2 separate regions of the Mus musculus genome follow, and region 1 is linked to region 2. The links are chromatin contacts, called in public Hi-C maps. All regions are on one chromosome and are shown on one strand. Each heading gives the region's core, a stretch centred on a gene start, on an enhancer-like site or on the middle of the called end of the contact. The rest is flanking DNA. Distances are from core to core; before and after follow the strand shown. Region 1 overlaps Gm41097 (a long non-coding RNA gene). Region 2 has its middle 56 kb from the start of Gm41097.

The links. Hi-C and Micro-C count contacts between places; a contact is called where the count stands out from the background.
Region 1: a contact with region 2 is called in a Hi-C map of the N1E-115 cell line, with 4 times the contacts expected there. The contact joins two enhancer-like sites. A contact is called at or near these places in 5 of 484 Hi-C or Micro-C datasets (the 3T3-L1 cell line, the C2C12 cell line, the N1E-115 cell line and 2 more).

The regions. Positions count from the first base shown.
Region 1 is chr14:9,485,436-9,491,693 of GRCm38.p6, forward strand. The region is part of intron 1 of Gm41097 (a long non-coding RNA gene); the gene reads left to right. Among named protein-coding and RNA genes, the nearest start is that of Gm41097, 40 kb to the left of the region's middle. Within about 2 kb of position 3,041, at least 6 of the 459 cell types and tissues checked have an H3K27ac peak or open chromatin away from gene starts, as enhancers often do. A contact at or near this core is called in the N1E-115 cell line, where this site is marked.
Region 2 is chr14:9,389,830-9,395,586 of GRCm38.p6, forward strand. No RefSeq gene overlaps it. Among named protein-coding and RNA genes, the nearest start is that of Gm41097, 56 kb to the right of the region's middle. Within about 2 kb of position 3,797, at least 25 of the 459 cell types and tissues checked have an H3K27ac peak or open chromatin away from gene starts, as enhancers often do. A contact at or near this core is called in the N1E-115 cell line, where this site is marked.

The sequences.
Region 1 (6,258 bases), core at 1,791-4,290, 95 kb after region 2:
AAGAGTTTTGAGCAATGCTTCAAGTACAGAAAACTGTTCCAAGCAGTGAAAGGCAGGTCTTCCTTAAATAGAAGGTGTCCGCTGCACAGCTTCTTAGCTTGTTCACTCACCCCCGTGGTTTTTAGCATAAAGGGATCAAACAAATGGACAATCACAATAGGCCTATCTCTGGAGCCTTGAAAGAATTAGCTAGAAAAGAAAGTAGATTAAATTCCCAAAGACCAACTTCTTAGAGTAGTGTTAGAGAAAAGGGTCCTAGATGTTAAGTCCCCAACAGGCTGTAATGTCTGAGCCCATCAGTGTGCTCAGCACTCAGCAGGTACTCCAAAAACACCTGTGGAGCATGGATGGATTTCCACAGATTGCTTACTATGTAAATACCAGGGCACAAAATGGTACTTGGCATGGCTGGGAAGACAGAACAGGAACCTCGCCTGCTCATGGAGCAGGTGCTGAAAAGTCCATGGCAAAAGAATGCATAGTCTGAGCTCAAAACTGAACCCTAGGCTGTGACCATGGTGGATTTTTAAGTGATGTCATGGCCCAAGGTGTACCCAACAAAAGATCTTAGATACATAACCGAGGAGGACTTGCTGAAGAAGAGGACATCTGAAGCTGAGGGCCAGGGGAACAGACAAGTTGAAACATAAAAAACATACTCTTTGATGGACAGGAAGGCATGATCAGATCACAAAGCCATGATAGTGACAGTTAAATGTGCAAGTATTATTATAACTAGAAAGGCCACAGCTTTCAGATACTTCTATTGGGTAGATCCATTTATTGTTCGTTTGTTTGTTTCTGAGCATTACATCATAAGCTCCTTGAGGCTAAGAGTAGGACAATAGCTGCTGCCATATTTCTCCTGTCTACAGCATGTTATCCAGGCACCAGATAGCCCAGGTATCTAAGGAAATGATCCAAGTGTCTGTCTCGATGCTGAGGATACTTCTCTGTAAGTCATGTCTTTCCGTCCATCCATAGCAGAGAAGGCTCTTGTCCCAAAATACTTCCAAACGCACTATCAACACCACTTTACTAGCACCTGCAATATTTTTGTCATCCAAAGCAGGAGTGGAATTGAACTCTGTCTCAGTCATAGCTGTAGTCTTGTGGTGAACACATAAACAGGTATTAGTTTGGGCAAAAGACTTGCTATTAAAAGTAAAAGGAACTATCTGCTTTAATAGAGCCATGAGCTTCTCTCCTTCAAGATTTGACATTTTTAACCCGGCTTGATTGATTTTGCTCCACCACCATTCCCTGAGCCTCAGGGATCATCACTGAAGAGGGGGCAGACAGACTGTAGAAGTCAAAGGAAATGGATTTCTATAGCAAAATTATATTTTCTGGACATAGCAGTGGAGTTTCACAAATGGATTCTCAATAGGGGAATCACATATACAACATTTGCATGGAATAAAACCAGGTCAAATTCCAGCATGGACAGAGCAGGTGCTCAATAAGCACCACTCCTATCTGAGGAGCTAATGGCAACTGATGGCTGCTAAGAGAGAGGGAGTCAGTTTTCCTAGAGGATACAGGCATAGAGATACTGTCACACTTTAGAAAGTGGTCCTATACCCATGAACATACAAGCAGTGTTAAATGGATTCAATGGGCATCAAATTCAAGAGAAAGGGGGGGGAGGGAGGGAGGAAGGGAGAGAGAGAGAGAGAGAGAGAGAGAGAGAGAGAGAGAGAGAGAGAGGGAGAGGGAGAGGGAGAGGGGGAGGGAGAGGGAGAGAGAGAGAGAGAGAGCGAGAGAGGATGACAGAGACAGACAGACACACACACACACAAGGGTGGCAGTTGTGGGCTAAGTTGGTATTAGGTCCAAAGGACCTAAGGAAGTTCTATTTCCCCAGATTTCAAAAGTCAGACATGACAAATGGGTAACTGGTACCTATTAGAGTACCAAGGCAAATACTGGCCTCTGGGCTCCCTCAGTATCACAAGCACCCCCAGCTACTCTGTCTCCTTATAACCCTTCTATTTTGACTCTGCTCACTCTCCCTGTCTCTCTGTCTCCCTTCATCTATCTCTGTTCCCCTGCTCTCTCTCTCTGCTCTCTAAGACCCTTTCTGTATCTCTGCTCTGTCCCTGTTTCTCTCACGACCAGATTCAGTCTGCTTGCTGTATCCAGTCTACTTCTTTCTCTGCTCTTGACTCTTTCAGAGGCTGCTGACTCTTTTCTCTCTCATGTCTACAATAAACCTATTCCCAACTTCCCCTAATCACACCATGGAGAAGTTGTGTCATCACTTTACACAGCTGGGAAGGAAGGAAATGTTCATGAAGTTGGGAGGGGACTGCAGGGGTGACAGATAGGGCAGGAGTTTAAGGAGAAGAAATAGGGGGTGGATTGGATCTAAGCATCATATGAATGTCTGAATATTAAATAAAATAGTTAATTTGAAACATTGTTTCTTCCAAGAGTGAATATGATGTATTCACTTGAGAAAAGTATAGTCAATAAGAATCAGAATGATGTTTAGCAAGTGAGGACCTACATATACATGAAACTTCCTTCCCTTGTGGCCAACAAGAGTTTATTTCATGACTTTCTGGAGGAAGGGGCATCTGAAGGAGCACACTAGGCTGCTGAGTGCCATAGAAAGATGGAGTCTTGTGCAGATTTGATGAGAACAGGTCTGGAAAGCAGGCTGGAGTGAAAGTGGGGGCTGAGCTATCCCTGACGGTGACTGTCCATTGACAGTAGATAATAGAATATTTTCCAATAACAGTTAAAAGCCACGGCTCATTTTGAGTAAATAAAGATTTTCAGGGTGTTATGAGGAGATGAGAGAGCCACCGGGATCAAATCTGACTGGTGTCAGTTTCAGTCAGTTCAGGGTCTTGCTGCAGAAAGGACCCAGACACTCTCAGCTAGAGTAAACTCTGCTACATAAACATCCAGCTAAAACCCATTATTCATCTGTAAGTACAGCCAAGAAGCTGAAAGGTCCAGAGTGGAAGGACCTTTCACCCCGGAACCAACCAAATTTTACAGTAAAATAATTTCCCCTGATACCCACTGCCATTAGATCAGAGACCAGCTTGTTTCCACTAGCCACACCCAGTGTTCTTCACAAGGGCCCAGTTCAGATCATTCCATGCCTATTATAACTCTAAAAACAACACTGACTTCTTTTATGCAGTTAACAAAACAAGCACTAAATCTAATAGTGAAGATTTCGATCTCTAGGGCTGCTTCCTGAGCCTGAGGGAGGAGGCAGGGAATGTAGAAACACCTATAAATCTCCCTTGATGTGATGTGGCAGGTGGGTGTGGTGGCTTTTCATCTTAACTAGATGGTGTTAGAACTGGATTTCAAAACTCATCTCTAACACTTGTTAGCTGGGTGATCCTGGGTAATGTAAGTGCCCTTCAAAGCCCCAGGCTTATCTATAAAGTAATGATGATAACTGCCCTTGCAAGGTTCAATAAAATAGTAAATGGGAAGGAATTAGTCCAGTGCCTGGTAATAGTTAATGTTCAATAAATCTGTCATCTTCTCATCCTTCTCCTTTTATGACTCCCATTACTGTTCCCATCCCGCTCATAATTGTTCAGATCACTCCCATTATAATTTTTACACAGAGCTAGAAATGAAGTCAATGTGGGAAGGTGAGGATAGAAAGATTCCTAAGAGGCATTGAGATATGGAGCTAGAGATTTCAAATCTCAAAGACTCAACAGTGTTTCACTAGGAATGAAAGAAACATGAAGACCATTCTAAGATGAATAATCAGCAGAAATAGTAACACCCAACTTTGAGTTGAAGTGGCTTTCTGGGAACAGCACCCAGTATGACCAATATGGCCAAGTGCACCAGCTGGTGAGGTTTTTCACAGGGAATGCATTATGAAATCACAGGATGTCCTGAGAGCCACTGGAGGAAAGTGGGCCAAGGTATATGTGTGATCTCATGGATCAGATGCAATTCCTGGGTTTTGATTGCTGAGTTGTATCTAATGTGGAAGGGATGGGCAGCTTTGGCTTAAACAAGTTTTGATGGAGGATGCATTTCTTCACCATGAGAGTTTTCAGCTCTTGAGCTACTCAAAAATGAGGCAAAGTGCCAACATACTGATGTTTGAACATGACTCCTTCGTTCACTCTTTGTGCGAGTGGTTTAGGGTACAGGGATAGGAGCCGCCTGTCTATCTGTCATTTATGAGCTGACTATTTCTTTCTCTTCTAAGTCCAGGCAGTCTTCTTCCAAAAGACTGTCCTACTGATCTCATCTGATAATTCATTATTTCATCCACTCACCTTCTCACCTAAGGATCTTTTCTCATTTACCCAACCCCTCAGCAGATGCCTGTCAGGGACCCACTGAGCAGGGCACAGTAGGAACGCCTGGAAATCATTACTTCTGCATTGCTGAGATGGAAAAAAACCTTCAGGGGAGGGGATTTTACTTTGGGTTCATGGTTTGAGAAGATTCCAGTGGATCATAGTGGAGAGCACTTAGCAAATAACAGCTCAGCTTATGGAGGTGGTGTGGGGTTGAAGCTACCTACATCATTAATAGAGCTTGGGGAACAGACAGTGAGCTGAGAACCAGGTTGGCTCAGAACCTTGAGAGGCTCATTCTTCTGACCTGTCATTTCCTCAAGCTGGATTCCAACTTCTATAGGCTCCTCCACCCCTGAAAACAATGCCACATGCTAGGGGCAAACATTAAAAGTAGGAGCCAGAAGGGAACAGTTCAGAGTTAAAACATTTGTCAATCCCCTCCCAAAACATGCTCCAGAGAAACCTTATTTGTAGAAATCCAGGAGTCAAGACGTGTACTTTCAGATACTAAGCAGTCAAGCAAAATTCAGTACAGGACTCCCATGTCTTACTGAGCACCCTGGTGCATATATCTAATCCCAGTTACTTGGGAAATTGAAGTAAGATTACATAGGAATTCTGTTGCAAAATCCCAACATAATTTAAGTCATCATTGCTTTTTCCATTTCCTTATTGATGGATCTAAATGTTTGGTCCAGTTTTCTCCTTAGTGTAGAAGTGCTAAGATGTACAGTTAGCCAGGTAGTTAGCTATGCCACCTTGCTTTTCAAATCAGCCCTAGGAGAACATTTTCTATGTAGATAGCATCAGTTGGAATGGAACTGTGACATTTGCATCATGCATTTTGAGTTGCCCAGCAACATTTTATTACCTATTCAGTGCTATCTAGTAAAGGAAATGCATGTGGCTCTTGTGATTTTTTTACAAATCTAAATAACCAGAGATGCATTTTTGTCCTCTGTGGTGCCTCCAGCAGCAGGAGAGAATGTCACAGCCCTGTTTCTGCCGTCTTCCAGCAGCAGGACTGTATATGAGTAGCATTGTATCCTGGCTACTAAACTTGATCAGGCCCTCTCTTAAAAGGGGAGGCATATGGGTACAGTGCTAATTATAATCCAGATATTCAAAGTTTGATGCTGAAAGAAAGACACTAGCTTCGAGAAGGATTGTTTAGTGGATTATTAGATATGGAGGAGATTTCTAAAACATTTATTTTGGTCTCAGATGTCAGACTATCATGTAAACAAAATAGAAACATAGTTCCAAGATAAATGCTGCACTTTCCATATTTTAGACTCATGGCTGGTATATAATCGGTTGTAATCAGTATTTCTGTATGGGAATATTTAGGGAAGGAAAGTCTTGGTTGTACTTCCATGTATGGCTGCAGAAAATCAGAGCAGAGAGAGGGTGATAATTTGTCCCTAGAAAATGTTGGAGGCTTCATTAATTAAGAGTCTTAAAGTGGCACAGTTGCTGGATAATAATAGTACATTCCATGCTTACTTTAAAATGCTACATGCAAGCACTGGGATATTCTCTTGTTTTCCTGGTCAGTATAGATAAAGAAACACCCAGTGACCCAGGCCAGAAAGAGATTCATGCCATCTTTAATAACGAGGGTTCCTCACAATCAAATATCTCTGTGCTTTAAACAAGACATTGAGCATTATTATCTTAGTTAACCCTCATATCAACCATAACTCGTTGTTGTAGTCATCAGTTCACAAATAAATCCAAAGCATACAGGGTTCAGAAAATCCACTCAAGGTCATAGAATCTGCAAGACCTAAATTATAGAGTAAGCCTGAGCTGAGCTTATCTACATAGTGAGTCAATCTCCAAGCCCACACACAGAAAAGTCTATTAGAGAGCACAGACCACAGTGTAGACAGATGTCTTGTCTCTGGGTACAGAATGTGAAATCTTGTCACTTCTCCCTCTAGGCTATTCA
Region 2 (5,757 bases), core at 2,547-5,046:
ACATGGTCACCTCCACATGGTCACCTCCACATGGTCACCTCCACATGGTCACCTCCACATGCTCACCTCCACATGCTCACCTCCACATGCTCACCTCCACATGCTCACCTCCACATGCTCACCTCCACATGCTCACCTCCACATGGTCACCTCCACATGGTCACCTCCACATGCTCACCTCCACATGCTCACCTCCACATGGTCACCTCCACATGGTCACCTCCACATGGTCACCTCCACATGGTCACCTCCACATGGTCACCGCCCTCACTTTCCCATTTCCTATCACCCCCAAGTTCTTTGGGTCCTACTTTCAACTCGAACTCGGGCTTTGCTTTTCTGTTGAGTTGTGCGTTGGCCCAGCCATCTCGGTCTGTTGTCCCTACCATAGCAAGCAAATCTCTGCACTTCACCAGTTTCAAAATAGATCAATTTACCATCTCACCATTCTCAAGATCTCAAGTCTGAAAATCAGTGTGTCAGCAGGGCCACATTCCTTCTGAACCTGCTATTAATAGATAAAGGAAATGAAACCTACATAGAAAAAAAAAAAAAAGAAAAAAACAACAAACCAGCACTCTCATGTTTAATGTAGTTCTTCTCACAGTGGCTAAGATATGGAATTGCCTTTCTTAGTAGGTAGGTAGGGAATTTTAAATGTACTGACTAATACAGATGGTGGAAGTTTAAGGTAGCAGATGGGATCTTTATAGATAAGATTTGTGACTCTCAATCTTTTCCATTGTCAACTCCTGAGAAGCAGGATCTTGTCTAAAGTAGCAACTCTTATAAGTTGCCTGGCATTGGGAGGTCACTAGTAGGTCCATGGTAGTGCTATGGATGAATTACTACACAAATAATTGAGTCAAAATGATTGTGAGGCTTGAGCAACTCATCAATGCTTGGCTGTCAGAGGAATCCTTTGAGTTTTATGGATTTTGATGATATACGCAGTAGAGACCAGTAATGTTTTAGACAATGTCCCAGAGAAGACTGTGCTGCCCTTCTGAGGACTCCAGGTCAGTTCTCAGCACCCATGGAAGGTGGCTCACAACCATGCGTAACTCCCGCTCCGAGGGATCTGCTACCTCTGGCTTCTGGAGACGCTTCATGAAGACACATAATCACCCACCCACTCCCACCCCTGACTCAACACACATGAATACACATGATTATTAAAGTAAAATAAATATGCATTTTTAAATTGGTAGGCTAAGAAACATGTTAAGGTAGCCTGAATGTTAGAATGAAAAGTAAAGGGTAACTTAGTTGCTTTATTTTGGGAGGGGTGAAGATAAGAATACTCTGACATATATCTTATGGCAGAATACAGTTTCAACATATGTTCACCTCTGGAGGGTGACTCCTCCAAACAGGCAGGGTGTTTCTTTGCTTCTAGTGATGAGTTAATAGTCAATTCTGTGTTAATACCCAGTAGATGGGGGAGAAATGTCTGAAGCAAAGCTAGTCTAAAGTGTCTTGTGTCAGCAGAGGCAGAAATGTGCACTGTCGCCACAGCCCACAGCAACTCTGAGAAGCAGCTGGGAACTGCAGCCACTGGGAGACCCAGAGCTCAGCTCCTGGCCACCCATAATCCCAGAAAGGCCGTCATTTGAAATTGCACTTCAGCTTGTGTTTCTCTTTTTGTTCTACAGTTGTAATGCCTAGTCAGACGAGTCTGAGAAGCACAGTCTGCCAGTTGACTTAGTATCCTGTAAGTCGGGGACTCATTTCAGACTTGCTATCTGCAAAACTCAAGAAAAGCTTCAGGGTGACTTCAGCCAATAGGAGGCCTTTGTTTTCCCCCTACTTTATTAAAAAAAAATATTAGAACATATTTGTTTTTGAGAGATGGTTTGTGTGGTGCGGGCTAGCTTGGAACTTAGCTGAGGGTGATCCTGCCTCTACTGTTATTTGCTGGGATCAAAGACATGAGCCTCCATAGCTAGGTTTATGCAATGCTGTGGATTAAACCTAGCGCTTCAACACAGTAGGCAGGCACTCCACCAACTGACTATCCTTGAAGGGCACCTTTAGCCTTCTGAGTCTGCCACTGCCTAATGGTGCAGTTGGAGGAGCTCCTTTAGGCTCTCTTCCTGCATGCCACGTCAGGGCTCCCGGCAAGCTTGCTTTAGCCCCAGAAGCTCGATATACTTGCTTTTGAGATCCCTGAAGCCGTTAAATGAAATGCCAATAAAATGCTATTTCTCGAGGATTGGGCTATGCCCCACCTATAACCTTAACTAAAAATGGTTCTGGACTATCTGTTCCAGGAAACAGCAACCGTGCCTCTGTTTCAGAAGGTTATTATGACCATCTGCTGTGACGCCTACCTTGTTATGACCCCCTTATTATGACCAACTTGAAATCATGCTTTTGTTTTAGGAGTATGTTATGGCCAACTTGTTATGCTTCTATTCTGCTTCTGTAACCCTGCCAATTTTGCCTGCCAAATCCCCTATTTGGAAATCCCCTACCCCTCAGAGCTAAAAACATCTTACCTTCCTCACATACAGTGTTGATCTCTTGAGCCCTGCCTTAAGAGGGAGACAGCCCAGCTTATGTACATAAATAAGAATCATAATTATAATAATAAAAGCTTGCTTTAATTGTTTGTTTTAAATAATCTGGCCATGATGATTTGAGTCGGTGGTCTTTCTCTTTGAATCGTTGAAAAGAACATGGCCTGCCTCAGTTTCCTTGTCTTTAAAATGACAATTTCACTGGAATCATCCTCATGAGGTTGTTTAGAGAATTACATGAATTATTAATATACAAACGCACATGTGACAGTAGTTAGCACATTGGCCAGAGTCGTAGGGATTTTATTGCTACGATGAAACATCATAACGAAAGAGCAAGTTGAGGAAGATTGGCTTACACGTCCATGTTGCTGTTCATCACTGAGGGACGTCAATGCAGGAACCCAATCAGGACAGGAACCTAAGACAGGAGCTGATGCAAAGGCCATGGGGAGATGCTGCTTACTGGATTGCTTCCCATGACTTATCCAGCCCCCTTTCTTACAAAACGCAGAAGCATCACTGCAGGGATGGCACCGTCTACCATGAGCTGGCCCCTCCCCCACTGATAAATAATTGAGAAAACGCCTTACAGCTGGATCTCATGATGACATTTTCTCAACTGAGGCTCCATCCTCTCTCAGGACTCTTGCTTGGGGCAAGTTGACACATAAAACTAGCCAGTATATCCAGAATCTACATAGGGCTCAGAAGCAGTCTCAAAGGCACAGCTTGCCCTGTGTCCAGAACTTTCTACTGTATGTAAAGCCTTCTGAGTTTGAAAATTGTTTAAAATGAGGCCACCTGAGTTGCTCTGTGCCTTGGAGAGGTGGAACCCCAAAACAGAACAGGCAGCAGGTGTCTTGTTCACTCAGCTCCAATGGCATGATTCCTTGGCTTCCTCTATAGGCTGCAATCCCACAGGCCTGAAACCCTACGGAAAAGAAGGGAGAGGCAGAGGAACTCTGGAGCCCTGTGCTGGTCTGAAACTGCACAGGCCTTGGAACACAGGCTCTGATGCACTCCCAGCCAGGCCAAAGGACAAAGCAAGGAAACCAGTTATCAGAACACCCAGCTGGCTCTCACTGGATGACTTCCTGCTTCTTGAGTTGAAAAGGCTGATGGTGTTCCTAGAGACAAGCAAGAGCCAGTTGTCACAGGAGAAGCAGCATGGCAGTGTGATTCAAGCTGTGACCTTTCAGAGACTCCAACTGTGTCTGGGTTTTCCATTTGCAAGCCCATAGCTAGAAACTCTACCTCCTCAGCAGAAAGTGTCCTCTTCCCAGCAGTTCTCCACTCCGGCCAGCAGATGGTGCAGTTTCCCCTGCGTTCCAGACAGTGTCTTGCTTTAAATCTGAAAGACAAATTGCCTATTTTGCTGGTAATATAAAAAGTAGAGGTCAAAATATCTTAGAGACGACAAGTTGAAAGATCTTTAAAACCTTTGCTTTTGTAGACACTAGATGAAATATGTGTTGTGATTTACAAAACTTTTATCTTATTATCTCAGCCCTCCCCCCAAAAAAGAAAAAGATCAAAATTGATTTTAACTTCCTTTTGGAAAAGGGCTTCAGCTGAGTCCTCCCTCTGTGTTTGACTGGCAGACTTTAAATTGAATTATTCGACTCTCTACTGTTGTATTGTATTACTAGTGTTTTAATGATATTGATAATGAGAAACAATAGAGTTTTACAGGCACTATCATGCTTTAGCCCCACAACACAAACTAGATGCCAGAATACACACTGATTGTATAGCCAAACCCTGAGGCTAAATCAGCACGCACATGCTTAGTGTGTCAGGGCAAGAGCTACTAAGAGTTAGTTTAATGAAAAGGTCGTTATCTTAAGTAAAAGCATGGTTGCCATCCCATTTAACTGTTAATTCTGCTATTTTCCCATGCCCTGGTTAGCTAAACTTAACACAAGACAGATTGTACACTAAATTACCAACAATGGCAGCTACAACGCTGGCAGCACTTACTCTGCATTGGGTGCTATGATGAAAGAAGCTTTAAAATCCCACAACAGGGCGCCATGGGGATGGCTCTGTAGTCAAAGCCCTTGCTCTGCAAGTGTGAAGATGCAGGTTCAGATCCCCAGAACCTATGCAGATGCCAGTTGAGTATGGCAATCTGCCTGGAAGGCAGGGTTTCCCAGCACAAGCTGGCTAAGGAGACCAACCATATAGGAAAGCTCTGGGTCTGACTGAGAGATGCTGCCTCAAGGTATGGTAGAGAGTATCTACCTCAGTCCTCAGGCCAACCCCCACCACACACACACACACACACACACACACACACACACACACACACACACACAAATGGAAAACCAGATTTGGTTACTTAAAATCCACAGCAGTGTTGGTGGGTAGGAACTGCCTAACAGTCATGTCACTGGTAAGAGAAATGAGGCCCAGTGAGGCTTAGTAATGTCACTTGCTAATTCCAGCACTCATATCTGCCACTTTCCTATTAGTGGCCTCCTGTCTTTCCTGTCATGGTTGCCTGACTGAATTTGCCTCTGTGTATTTCTTGGTTTCATGGTGGCATCTTCTTTAGCCTGAGATTTTCGCCTGGTAGGGCATTTTCTGGGTGGTCTGTTCTCTGTCTCTCTGCCTTTAAATGGGTTTTGCCTCTGAGCTTATGCCCACGCTGCCACTGAACAGTCCCAGTTGGTTAGTCTCCAGATTGATGCTACTAACAGACTTAATATCCCAAGATCACCTCATATTTCCACAGTATTAGAGACATCGACTATTTGGTGGTACAAATGGGCATGCAAGATGATTGTCTCAGTAGAGTGACCTCCTGTCTTTTTTTTTTTTTTTTTTTTTTTTTTTTGAGCATGTCTCTGCTCTGTCTCAGAAGCAAAGGAAACCGTGTTTCTCTCTCCAGTCAGGCAGAGACCTCTGAAGCTTCAGCTTCTACTTCAGCAAGGAGCTTCTTCAGGTCCTTACTCCCACCTATGCAGCTTCATTTCTGTTTGCAGACAGGACTTTGGGCTTCTGTTTGGAGGAGATCAGTACAACTTTGCAAATGGTGTTAAACTTCATTTAAATGAGTGGGTTTCCGTTGCTTGTTGTAGTTGTTATTTCTGGGTTTTTTGTTTGTTTGTTTGCTTGTTTGTGTTTGTTGTTTAAAATTTAAGACCTGGTCTCCTGTAAGCCAGGCTACCCTGACCTCATTATGTCAGAGAATGACCTGGAACTCCTGGTCTGCCTGCCTCCCCCTTCC